Linked DNA regions of Mus musculus: region 2 is linked to region 1. A link is a contact called in public promoter capture Hi-C data. All regions are on one chromosome and are shown on one strand. The core of a region is the stretch at or near the end of the contact, and the rest is flanking DNA. Distances in the headings are between cores, read along the strand shown. Region 1 holds the start of Mmp28 (matrix metallopeptidase 28 (epilysin)). Region 2 has its middle 5.6 kb from the start of Acaca.

The links. Promoter capture Hi-C pulls out the DNA fragments that hold promoters and counts their contacts.
Region 2: a promoter capture Hi-C map of the C10 cell line shows a contact between it and region 1, with 2.4 times the contacts expected there. The contact joins the enhancer-like site here to the promoter of Mmp28 in region 1. A contact is called at or near these places in 3 of 39 promoter capture datasets (the C10 cell line, cranial neural crest and pre-B cells) and 4 of 115 datasets of contacts at active chromatin or transcription factors (bone marrow-derived macrophages, large pre-B cells, pancreatic cancer cells and 1 more).

The regions. Positions count from the first base shown.
Region 1 is chr11:83,461,239-83,465,170 of GRCm38.p6, forward strand. Mmp28 (matrix metallopeptidase 28 (epilysin)) reads right to left here and starts at 1,802. Exons shown (of 8, transcript NM_001320300.1): 1 at 1,510-1,802. The coding sequence starts at 1,620.
Region 2 is chr11:84,188,089-84,191,590 of GRCm38.p6, forward strand. It overlaps a transcript of Acaca not described here. Among named protein-coding and RNA genes, the nearest start is that of Acaca, 5.6 kb to the right of the region's middle. Within about 2 kb of position 1,488, at least 6 of the 459 cell types and tissues checked have an H3K27ac peak or open chromatin away from gene starts, as enhancers often do.

The sequences.
Region 1 (3,932 bases), core at 552-3,051:
CAGGCATTATGGGTGCCTGCTGGTTAAGTGACTTACCCTGGTGTACATGCAGGTCTGTAAACAATACACAGACACACAGAGATGCACACTATACATTTCCAGAGCATGTATACTTTTTTTTTTTTTTGGTTTTTTCGAGACAGGGTTTCTCTGTGTAGCCTTGGCTGTCCTGGAACTCACTCTGTAGACCAGGCTGGCCTCGAACTCAGATATCCGCCTGCCTCTGCCTCCCAAGTGCTGGGATTAAAGGTGTGCGCCACCACACCCGGCGCATGTATACTTTTAAAACTTTTTTTTTTGCCCAAAGCTTAAAATCCCCTTCCCCCAATTTATGTTAAACAGATCAAAAGGGACTCAGTCTGCTAGATACTAAGTTTCCCAAGCACACCCCAAGATGAAATTCTCACCATCTGGGGCCACCACAGGCATGGGCAGCAGAGATACGGTCTCTGTTCCTCTGCCAGGGATTGCCTAAGGGGAAGCGGGGTGGGACTCATAGCAAGACTTGGCTTTGTAGGCAGAAGCCTTCCCTGGGACCTTAGGACTCTTGATGCTGTAAGAGTAAATCCAGAGAGACAAGCGAATCCTTATATGTGAAAGGGGAGCGTTGCCTCCTCTATTGCAAAGGGAGAGCTGAATGAGCCCGAGAGGATTACCTGTCAAGACAAGGTCGTTTCCAGATATTCCCCAGCAGTGATGGGAGCTAGTGAAAATAGGAGAAGCAGGGCAGGGGAGCAAGTCTGGGCACAGAAGCTGGACTCAAATGTTGAAAGCTTATTCCCGTCTCTTCTTACAATAGTGGATGGAGACCTAGGTCCTATTCTTGAGAAAAGAAACAGATGCTTCTTGGTGTGTCTGTCTGTCTGTCTATCTGTGTGTGTATGCGCACACACGTGAAATTGTTGCTAGTGCAATCACAAAGTAGAAAACACACCCTTTACACCAACCTCACTTCACCTCACAAAGGTTCCACTGTGCTACCCGCGCCAAGCAGAACCGAGGAAAATGAAATGAGAAATCTTTTGAGGTTCACCTGTCTCTTCCTCTTTTCTCACTTTTAGTCCAAAACCACTATTTAAAGCTCCCTAATACTCGCCTCTGCAGTCCCATGTGACAGATCGAACTAGTTTTGAGCAGTTTAAAAGGCTTGCTTTCAATAAGTAGGAAAGTGCAAGCCAGGAGGCCACAGTCACTCTGGTCAGTCAGCAGTACCCTCTGCAAGGCACTCAAGGTGTGGAGACATTTGATCGGTGAGCAGCTTGTCACCTCAGCTTAGCGGTGAAGGTGGGGTTCTCTCCGGGCTCTAGCCTGCCCGTCCTGTCTGGTAGCTGTGTCCTGACCCTGCTAGTTAATGCGGGATTGCAGGCCTGTGTAGTCCCAACAACTCTGGCTTAGGGAGTAACTCTGTCCTGTCTCTTTCTTTGTAAGCTGTCAGGGCAAAGGGACACAAATGGTCGCTCAGAGGGGACCGCGGGTGATGTCCCCCTCTCCGCCAGGCACACCCGGTACCTCTGCCTCCTGGCGCAGCTCCGGGAGTCCGTGCTGGGTGGGCTGTGCGTCCTGGCAGCCCCACAGCAGCAGCGGCAGGGCGCGCAGCAGGAGACTCACGCCAGCCACCATCGCAGCGAGCTGCTGGGGGGTGGTGGTCAGCTGTGCCCGACTCCCACGGATGCCAGTTCGTCGCGGCCCGCGTGCGGACCCACCAGGTCCCCAGGGTCCCTAGCGCCTGGTTCCACCGCCGCCCGAGGTTGTCCGGCACCCGCGATGCCTGCCTGTGGGTCAGTCAACCGGAGGACCGAGGGGGCGGAGAGGGGCGGGAGTGCCGGCCGCCGCCCCACCCACCAACCCGGCTGCCAGCCCTAGCCTCTTCCGCCAGCGGTGTAGCCGCTCCCGGCTCCTGCCGCAACTCTGTGCTTGGTTCCAGTTTCCCAAAAAGGGCGCGGGAGGATAGGACTCCTAGTCCTTCAGTTATTTAAGACTTTGGTAAAGAGGGGTCCTGGCCTATTGAGGCCTATTTCAGTCAAGCGAGGGGCAAGACACTTGACTGCGGGAAGAGAAGCCAGGACTGGGGTCAGGGAGCTGGGGCTTGAGTTTGAGAAGGGCTCCTTTGGAAATGCTCTGAGTCAAATGCTCTGCGACCCAGCCACCAGAAAGCTGTGTGGTCTTGTCACCTTTTCTGAACCTCTTATCACGGGAAAATGGGGATAATACATACATACATAGATTTTGGCGTTTGAGGGAAGATTCAATGAGATCATGCCTGTACATTAGTAAGCTTGCATGATGCCTGGTATCAGTCAGAACACAAACAGCAGGGCTCAGTGGTGCCACCCATGGTAAAGGATCATCGACTTCAAGTGTCGATGATCTTCATCAGTAGGAGAGTATCTGGCATTTAGTTCCCAGAACAGTATGAACATGAAGGGCACACAGAGCAAAAGACTGTATAGCCTATACAGTGTGTAAGAACAGAGTGGAAAGACTTCTCTGACAGCCTTTGCTCCACACATACTGAGCAAAAGTGTTATCTTGGAGAGTGAGCACAGGTTGCTATCTCAGTCCACTCATATGTAAAATGCAAATGAACCCAGGACATTTGGACTTCATCTTTCTGGGGTCGGATGAGGGTTGTAAAAATAATCTGAACTCTATTAAACGCTAAACAAAAAAAAGTAATGCAGTGTTATAACCCGAGGCTCAGGGCCTCAACTACCCTCAAAGTCTTGTGCTATTAGAAAGACGCTACTGGGGTAGAGGAATTGGAAAAAATTCTTTGCCTACACATCCCCATCTTTATAAACAGGCGTTCCCTGCGGCAATAATTGGAAACAGCACCCTCTTCCCCCATAGCTTCCAACTAACCAATGAAAAGGGGGCACCCATCTCTGGGGAGAAAGACCAATGAGAAAAAGCCACCCTTCCCTTGGGCAGACAATCCCTGTGCCAGAGGCGGCTGGGAGCAGAATTGGAGATGGGTTTGCTTAACTATGCAGTGGGGGAGTCTCCTCAGAAGTGATGCCTGGAGCTTGAGCTTTGTCCTCTGAGAGCTTTCAGTCTACCTACATGGCCTACAATGTAAATTCTCAGTAGGAACAAGACAAAATGTGGACAAGCTTTGGTGGCCCATAGAAGAGATTCTGAAGGAGAGTGGGAGGGAGTTACTAGAGATAGCCAATAAAAGTACAGTCCTCAACTAAACTTCAGAATCACATTAACAGTTGTCCAACATGGGTGGATGTCATATGGTGTGTGGGACAGGCATACTAGACGTGATCAATTGAGACAAAGTTCAGCTGGGCATCTTATAATTTAGCTGGCAACTTTAGGGTATGTATATGAGTTATGGATATGGCAAGCACATGGTAGCCTTGCCTAATGGGTGGATTTTAACAGGCTCAAAAACACAGGCTCAGGGAGCTTTGGGCAAGTGTCAGTAAGGGATTCCTATCTGAGAGGAGACTCCAAGCTGAAGTCCAATCTGGGCTTGCCAATTCTTTCTCCAGTTAGATTCTCTCCATCTTCTCTGGCACATCTCAGAGAGTCCATTTCGGTTACGCTAATAAGAAAGGGGGAGAGGGAGCGGTGGGTCTCTAGATTACTAGGCATCTGGAAGAATGCAGGCATGGATTTCTATGAATGCCCGGTTAATCCCACCCATGGACCTTTTACACTAGCACCACGGCTGGGTTTAGGAGCTACCTTGTTCCACTTTACCTTGTCCCCTCAGTTATGCTACTAGGGGAAAAACAAACAAACAAACAACAACCATCACACGTATCAGATGCTAGAGTGATGGCTCAGTGGTTAAGAGCACTGGTTGCTCTTGCCAAGGACAGTACTGGATGGCTCACAACTGCCTGTAACCAAAGCTCCAGGAGATCAGATGCACTCTTCTGATCTTTGAGGGCCATAGCATCCATGTGCACACACTC
Region 2 (3,502 bases), core at 238-2,737, 730 kb after region 1:
CGCTAGGGATTTCTTTCCTGTCTTTTCTGGGCTGGAGAATTCATGTCCCACAGCTTCCACACACTTGGTTTATTTCCCCCACTTTTGTGGGGAATAGTCTTTAGTGGCATCTTGAGAAAGAATACATGGGAGGAAAATAATTTTTAACTTTTTATTTAAAAAATTTCAGCTTACAAAGAATAATGCAATAAATATCAATGTTCCCTTGATCTAGATTCATCCATTTTTAACATTTTGTCACATTTGCTTTACTGCTCTCCTATTATTATGTGTATGTATTATTTTTTTATGAGTCATTTCAAACTAAGCTGAAGAACTCATACATACTTCTGCTTATTTCTTTTAATAATTAGGACATTTTCTGGTTCAAGTTCACTCACTTATGCTACCCCCTCATTTAACATAAATGTAAAAATATGTGATTTATATTTCCATTTAATATTTCTTACTCATCTCCTTACTTACTCAATACCTTTTCCTTTTTCCTTTTTTTTTTTTTGGAGATGGGAGCTATCCTGAAACTTAACACATAGATCAAGTTAGCCTCAAACTCACAGCAATCTATGCCTGCCTCTGCCTCCTGAGTAGTGAGATTAAAGGTGCGCGTCACAAGGCTTTTTTTTCTGGGCTTTTTTTTTTTTTTAAAAAGTGAGATAGTGTCTAACTGTACTCAGACTTTGAACTCACTGTGTTGTCTTGCCTCGGCTTCATGAGTAGCTGAGATTAAAAGCCTGCCACAGCTGGCCCACCAGCATCCTGAATCTTGACTATTTGCATGAAGACACTTTTTTTCCTCTCTGGAAGTTTATCAGATCTTCTCTTGTGTTCTTTTTGTGATAGGTACTCTATGGACACACACACTCTCCCTGTCTCTCTCTTTCTGTCTCTGTCTCTGTCTCTCTGTCTTTCTCTTTTCCTATCTGGGGATTGAACCCAGGGCTTCATGGATACTAGGCAAGGACTCTACCATAGATCTACTCATACAGCTTATTAGCGACCCGTCTTAATTTGAAAGTCATGCCCTCTCATACGGGGAAGTTTTTAATTGAATTGTATTATTATTATTACTATTATTATTATTTGCCCTTGATTTTGTTCTTTTGGGAGCTGTTTTTCATAATTGGGCCTTTTTAGTAGGCTCTTTAACTTTCTTTGTTTCTTATTGTTTATCTCCTTAACTTTTTCTGATTCATGAGTACATTTCCATAGTTGTATCTTTTATCTTTTTGTAGTAAGTATTTTTATTGCTGCAATTATATTTTTAACTTTAAGTTTTAAAAATATTCATGTATTTTGTCAGGGAGTGTTATGATCCACAGATATGTTTTTACTGCTTTTTTTTAATTAAAAAATCTTTCTTACTACTTATTTATTTATTTTTTTTGTTTTTAAGCTTTAAGAATTATTTCTGGGCCAGTGAGATGGCTCAGTAGTGGGTAAGGGCACTTTCTGGCCAAGCCTGAGTGTTTGAGTTTCAACCCCAGGACTCAAGTGGTGGGAGGAGGATCAGACTCCCTCAGGTTGTCTTTTAACTTACACACACACACACACACTTGTATATGGACACAGACAAATAAATGAACAAACTGTAACAAGTAATATTCATCTTTAAATGTAAACTTAAATATGAGATCACTCACTCGAGCCCACAAAATTGAGATCAGCCTTTGTAACAATGAGATACTGTAGTAAAAAATAAAAGAAATTATTTCTAGGTTTTTTTTCTTTGTATTTTTTTTTTCTGAGACAGAGACTTTTTGTGTAGTCAAGGCTAGCCCTGAACTTGATGTGAGCCTCCTGGAATCACAGGCCTGTGCCAACACATGTATATATTTGTTATTTTTAGTATTTCTTTTAAAAGTATACCATTTGTGTTTTGCATATGTAATATTCTCTCTTAGATGCCTTAGGATAGCAATGATAGCTCTTTAGATTTTGACTTTTTTAGGTAGTAATTTTAGACTTAAAGAAAAGTTGAGTGGGAATATTCCACAGAGAGCTCTGCACACTTTTGACTAAGCTTCACTCAGTACGGACATCTCACATGGTCACAGTACCTTTATCAAACCTAAGAAGTTAACATTGGATATTGCGTGTGCTTACTGACAGGACATTTACCCAGCCTCTGGAGGCTTTGGGTTGCTCAGTCCCAACACACACACACACACACACACACACACACACACACACACACACACACACACACAAGAAGCAGTAGAAATTCTCATTAGAGAGTATTGTTTGCTGCAGACATTTTTCAGACTTTACCCCTCTACCCACATAGGGTTTTCCTGTCAGGTAGCTCAATCATGGTACTGCTTTGAGTGTGGTGGTTATGTACTTTCTCTGTGAAAGTTTTTAACCTTTCTCAGTGACTTTCAAGTTTGAAGACTGTCCTTCAATTTGAATTGGTCTAGTATTTTCTCATGGACTGACTAGGGTTTTGTGACTGGAGGGAGTAAACACAGAAGTGGAATTGAGCCCTTCTATCTTTCTATTTTATCCCCATAGTTATATTTTGTTTTTCATACTCTTTGGTTATGTGGTTTTTGACTTTACAAGTGGTTATTTGTTCTTGATTCTTTCATTTGGATACTTTTTCAGACATCTGGTAATAATAATACTTAGTTGCCTGCTTGTATTTTAGAAGGTGGATGGAAGAGGTGATGAGAGCTTGTGACAGTTTGGGCCTTACTGACTGTTAGCTGCATCGAAGGACCATCTGGTGGGAAACTTAGGCACCTCAGTGTTGCAAGCTTAAGGTCCCTGCATTCTCTAACACCTCCATCCTACCCAACCCCAGTGTTTCAGCTGTTCAGAGTCTACAAAAGCTCCTGTGAGGTCTTACTATGTTTACTTCATGTACCCAGCTTTAGTGTGGTAAGGGTACCTTTTCCTCTTGTTGGTATTCTCCAGCCTGGAACCTGACCCTTGCTGGAGAGCGAGCCGTAGCCTTTGGTCCGGCTGGTAGCCGGCCTCCGTAGCCTTTGGTCCGGCTGGTTGCTGGCCTCCTGAGATTCGGGGAAGTGGAAATGATCAGAAGCTTCTGAAACAAGCTCAGCTGGTCCTTGCTTTACTTAGTTCCTTCATGTGCATAGGTGAAATGCTTTGGAGATTCTGTGTGACTTTTGGCTTTGTGGGTTTACCTAGTTACTTAGTACTTTTCCTGCTTTCCCAGAATATATCTGGCTGTTTGTAGATATTGAACCAAAAACTAAATTTCTTAATTTTTTATACATTTACTGTGTGTGTCTGTGTCTGTGTCTGTGAGGGAGTGGGGGAGAGAAGACATACATACCTCACATATGGGGGGGGGGGGAATTGAGCTTACATATGTGGAAGTCAACTTTCAGGAGTCCTTTTATTTTGTGGAACTCAGATCTTCAGACTTGGTGGCAAGTACATTTTACTGAGCCATCTAACCTCCTACCAACAACTAAATCCTATTTTTTTCTTTAAAAAAAGGTTAGCTATTTTATTAGGGTTTGTGCTTGTGTAAGCC